Linked DNA regions of Mus musculus: region 1 is linked to region 2. The links are chromatin contacts, called in public Hi-C maps. All regions are on one chromosome and are shown on one strand. The core of a region is the stretch at or near the end of the contact, and the rest is flanking DNA. Distances in the headings are between cores, read along the strand shown. Region 1 has its middle 130 kb from the start of Gm33015. Region 2 overlaps Nell1 (NEL-like 1).

Region 1 (2,700 bases), core at 180-2,679, 520 kb after region 2:
TCATTTCATCCTGGCTGGGTTTCTCTCTTCAGCCACTAAGAGTTATGATCAAGACAGGATTATGTATCTCCTACAAACACTCCATTGGACATCTAGGAAGGACCGAATTGGACAATATCTCTGTGGACATGTCTGCAATTCCTGATGCAGTACAGACCCTTGAGGACACAATGTAAATGTATCTTTATCCTAAGAGAAGCTCAGCACCTAATCCTTAGTACACCATCACCTCTGAAGGGATGGCTTTCATGGCAGCATAGACTGTGAGTGGAGGAGTTTCCTGAACTGTGGCTTGTGTTTCATTTACAAATTTCCATAGTGAGCCCTTGAGGAATGCATACAAGTGCTTTAGAAAACTGCCAAAGCCCATCCAGCAAACAACTGGTCCTGCATCACAAGGCCGACTTTGAGGCCCATGCAGCCTACATTACTGGTTAAAATCCCAGCAGAACAGTGGCTGATAGATGTGATGCAGCTGGACAGTGTTGCCCTGCAGTTGTATTCTGTAATTCTGTTTCTAGTTTTAACAGGTATCTTTCCCCAGACCCACACAACTGATTTCCCTTGAAATATAGAGATGTCAAAACTGGTTATATTTATCAATAAAACTGTCTCATATGATCAGAGATTACAGATAAAACCCATCTTCTCCCTCTCAGAGTCCTAGTTCCACCTAGCACTCAAATGTTCAGTTTATGTATGGAGCCCCCTCAGGAAGGGCTTTTAGTACTGCATGCCTATTGAAAGAGCTTTCCAGAGGAGGAGACCAGGCACATGATGCTGGTCCAGTATTTATATATTTTTGTCACTTAAGACATGGCAGTGAACAAGAACACACAGGGCCTTTGCTGGAGTCAAATGTCAGCTGTTGCTGAGGAAATTCAGGGGAATCTCCCTCCCTCTAAATCTCAGATTTATCTAAGACCGATAGACTTAGTCCTATCACCGGCCAATCTCCAGTTAACACTCAGAAACACAGCAGAAGGTTTAAGCCAGTTTTAGACAATGCAGAAAGCAGATTTGCTGGGAAGTTGGGTAAAGATTTCCTAGTTGGTGGTGTCATTCATTTTACATCAACAAGTTGAGAGGAAGTTACCTGGAAAATGTATTCGTTAGTTCACAACACCTCCTTAGCCAAATGGAACATCTCTCTCTGTCACCTCCCTTCCCAAGCTCCCAAGCAGCATCCCAAATCCTCAGATGAAGAAGGCTAATTGAGTCTTCTAACACGGGGGGGGGGGGGGGGTGACTTTTCTCAGATGGCTCCCTCCCAGCATTCTTGACATTTTTAATCCTGTTAGCAGCCTCCCTAGGTCATAGACTTTCATGTGGTTTCATCTGATTTTAATTTTTGCCAATACCCTACAAAATGCACCAGGTTATTAGTGACTTTTATGTCATGTGGCTTTAGCAAAATTGAATGCTAATGAGATGTGATTGGGTGGAAAATTATATCAACAGGGTGCTTGCCTCCTGTAATTACACCACAGCCTTTAGTTTGAAGCGGGGAAGGGGAGGGGAAGGGGTTCCACAATTTAGTTTATTTAACACTAATTTCTGAGGCACGCAAAGGCACTGAAATTTATTTAGCAGGTGATTCTGGGGTATTCACTGCTGGATAATGGGGCAGCCTTGCAAGTCCCAATGATGATAAAGACAAGCTGAGGAGGCATGCCCACTGCATCATGTTCCTGGAAGACCTGTTTACTACCCCTCCCCCAGTGAAAGGAATAAAGAGGAATACAGAACTATGGACAGGATGGTAGTCTTATCGAAAATAAACTTATTAAATGAGACAGATTCTTTATTAACCAGTCAAGAGTCAAATGATTAAACAGCTTTTCTTGCCATTAAATTGCAAGCAGAAATCAATGCGCATTATACAGTGGCACCCGCTGATACTGCAAAACATCCAAGGACAGCAAAAGACTGTGATTTATTGAAATATTTCATCAGTGTAATGGTCGAGAGATGGAGTACAGGTTTTCTGCAGAGTGCAGCTTAGCTCTTCTTCATTTCTGTGTCTCAGAAAGGCCACTTGCATAAACTCCCCAAATGCAGTATCTCCATTGTAAAACCCTAAGTATCCAACTTTAAGAATCTTCCCTACACTCACAATGTCATTAAGAAGGAGAAGCCACCTCGCAGAGACCTGTGCTTTGTCAATCGGCTGTGGATGGTGCTACCTGGTGAATATGACCATTTTTAGATAACTATCATGACTCAGGCAGGGTTGCTAAGTTCTGGACAGGCACACAGTGTCACAGGGCACCTAATCACTCCTGCAGAATTCAAACTACTCACTTGACCTGTTCTATGAAAATTTTATTTATTATCAATAACTTTGGGGAATTTAGAAGAGTAATCTTTATTCCAGTTTAAATTTTGTGGATTCAATTGTAAAAAGAAGGAAAATTAAAAGGTAACTACAATGTTAAGTAACTAAGAAAAAAAATCCTAGTGAGGAGTGGCACTTGTCCCATAAGCATTAGGAACAGTGTTCAGATCCACCAGGCCCATGTAAAAGACAAACTGATGCACTGATATCCGTTGGAAGGAAGAGGAAAGAAATACCATGGGCAAGCTGAGTAGCTAGATCGGGCACATTGGATTGGCAAAACACTAGCTCAGCAAGAGACCCTAGATCAGTTAAAAAAAAATGGAGAGTGAGTGAGAAAAACACACGATACTAACTTCAAG
Region 2 (2,717 bases), core at 217-2,716:
AAGTCTATCTGCCAAAGAGCCAGCTTATGAAGGCAGTTCCATGAAAGGACATAGTTTATTATCTCTAGTCACACATGGCCTAATGACCACTGCAGTGAGCTCAGGGATGAATGGTGAGCATGTTAAAGCATCTATGAGGTTAATCCTCTAATAAGAAGGTTAGAGCAAAAGGATCTTTAATAGAGACAGGTAAAGATTGTCAACTGACTTAATAATGATCCTCAAGGATGATTGATGTTCATAGCTAAAGGAATAATGAAAGGTTTGCATTCAAGTTGAAATACAGCATAGCCTTCTTCAATGACCTGGTATACACTCCCTAAGTGCACAGGAGATGACACAAATTCCTAGTGCCAACAATGGTAGACACTGAAGGAGAAAACCCCCCTCTGTGTGTCTGTATTAGGGACAGGATCTTGATGGAAGACACCTGGGTAGCTTTGGGATTGCTCTGCCTGGTGCACATTAACAGTTGTACATCTGCTACAGATTGTGTGAACGTTGACTGTTAATCCAGGGAAGACTTCTAATACGCCAAATATTATCTGACTTTCTCTACATTGTGTGTGTGTGTGTGTGTGTGTGTGTGTGTGTGAGAGAGAGAGAGAGAGAGAGAGAGACAGAGAGAGACAGAGAGAGAGACAGAGACAGAGAGACAGAGAGACAGACAGAGACAGACAGAGACATAGAGACAGAGAGACAGACGGAAACAGAGAATGAGAATGAGAATACAGAGAGGGGAGGGGGAGGGGAAAGAGAAAGACAGCTTGTCTGGAAGCAAGATAGCTCCTGTTCACAGACCCTCAGAGGAACAGGGCAAAGATGAGAGATGGCTTGATTCTGACTTCTACCATTTCCAACTTTAGTGACCACAAGGAAGCAGTGTCTCTCCGTGGGCTCTGTTGACTAGTCCATCACATTCATTTTAAAGAACAAAAGAAATCCATTTGGTTAAACTTAAGCAAAACCAGGAATGGATTAAGTCGTTCACAGGATTAAAAAAAAAAAGTAGGAATGAATTTTTATCAGAAACCAGAGTAGTCCACACTAAGGAATGTCCGTCCTTTCAGGTGAGAAATCACTCCGGTTCCACTGTTGTTATAGACATTTGTCACCCCAGTGGATGGTGGAACAGCTGTCAACAATTATCTCTCCTAGGTTTCATGCTCTCAGAGCAATATGAGAACATATTTTAAACCGTTTGAATACCTCTCTTTGGTTTGAGTTTCACCATATTGATGCAGGTAATATCTATTATCAACAGATAATTATGATTAGTATCACATTCCCCAAGGTAGGCAAGGACATTGGATGTCGATCAGCTGGCGTGCCAGATGTTCCCTGCACTATGTTACCCTTTTGGCCATGGCTTCTGTGTAGGGAGTTCAAACTAACTAGCAGACTGTACAAAGAAGAAACCAAGTCTGCATGAAATCATCCGATCTGAAAGCAACTGTCAAAGTCCTGCAGCGAGCTGGAAATGAAAAGGCCATTTTCTTTAGACTATGTCCAAGCAGCCCCCAAGGGTCTGGAGCTACCAGCTTGAGGAATGGTTTCTTAAGAATTTAATATATCTTGTGTGATAGATATTGCTTGGAAATTATTGCTGAAGGATAGTGCAGTGTGTCTTTACCTGAGGAGCCTGCTGTTCTTAAAGGTTTATCACTGTAATGCAAACAAAACAAAATTGTCATATAACCTTTAAACAACGAAAAAATTCATCTCATGGATGGATGGAACATGCTCACTAAAGTGTGAGCAGCTCTACCATTATTAGAACTTGTCCCCCATAGTCCAAGTAGGTAGCATAAGAGTGCCCATCAGTGATGGCACATCAGTGCCCACTGATGATATTGGGAAATTGTAACAGGCACAAACCCCCGGATGTTCTCTGTGCACACAGAACAATAATTGTGCATTAGTTATTTTTCTATTGCTGTGAGAAAACACATGATCAAGACACCTTATAGGAGGAAGTGTTTAATTGGGGTTACATTTTTAGTGTTAGAGTCCATGATGAGAGGAGGGGAAAGCAAGGGCATGGTAACAGGAATGGCTGAGAGATCATATCTTGGGGTAGGGAGGGAGGGAGAGAGTGAGTGTACTGGGACTTGCACTAGCCTTTTTCATACTCAATGGCTTCCCCTAGTGAGGCACCAATTCCGATAAGATACCTCATAATCATTCCCTAACAGTTACAGCAACTAAAGACCAAATAGTCAAGTATATGAGCCTATGGGGGGACATTCTCATTCAAACCACCTCAAAAATAAAACCACTTTGTGTTATTATTTAAGAATTCATGCTGAGTGTAGTGGCATTTGCTTTAATCCCAGCACTTGGGAGGAGGCAGAGGCAGGTGGACCTCTCAGAGTTTGAGATCAGTCTGAGAAACACTGTCTTAACTCCACACTACCCCAGAATATTATTTTAATTGAGATTGAATTACTTAGAGAGCAGTTAAATCACTGCCTCCTGTGTGTAGTTAGAAAGGCAGCTTTAGCATGTTCTGGTCACAGTCCTTTATGCACCAGCTTCCAAAAGAAACAGAATATTGTTGTTTGAAGACTAGATCAACACATACTTCCTGAAAGTAGACATTTACCAAGCTACTTGAATGAGCTGTTAGGGCTACTCATGATTACCTACTGAGTTTAAGTCTACTAAGCACAATGGTATTAATATCTGGGGTAGAGGTATTATTGTGTTAACTTTGT

Evidence for each region. Hi-C and Micro-C count contacts between places; a contact is called where the count stands out from the background.
Region 1: a Hi-C map of cerebellum shows a contact between it and region 2, with 3 times the contacts expected there. The contact joins two enhancer-like sites. A contact is called at or near these places in 1 of 15 datasets of contacts at CTCF or cohesin (stem cell-derived epiblast-like cells) and 2 of 484 Hi-C or Micro-C datasets (cerebellum and nephron progenitors).

Annotation. Positions count from the first base shown.
Region 1 is chr7:51,308,977-51,311,676 of GRCm38.p6, forward strand. No RefSeq gene overlaps it. Among named protein-coding and RNA genes, the nearest start is that of Gm33015, 130 kb to the right of the region's middle. Within about 2 kb of position 1,430, at least 1 of the 459 cell types and tissues checked has an H3K27ac peak or open chromatin away from gene starts, as enhancers often do. A contact at or near this core is called in cerebellum, where this site is marked.
Region 2 is chr7:50,788,220-50,790,936 of GRCm38.p6, forward strand. The region is part of intron 15 of Nell1 (NEL-like 1); the gene reads left to right. Among named protein-coding and RNA genes, the nearest start is that of 4933405O20Rik, 190 kb to the left of the region's middle. Within about 2 kb of position 1,467, at least 1 of the 459 cell types and tissues checked has an H3K27ac peak or open chromatin away from gene starts, as enhancers often do. A contact at or near this core is called in cerebellum, where this site is marked.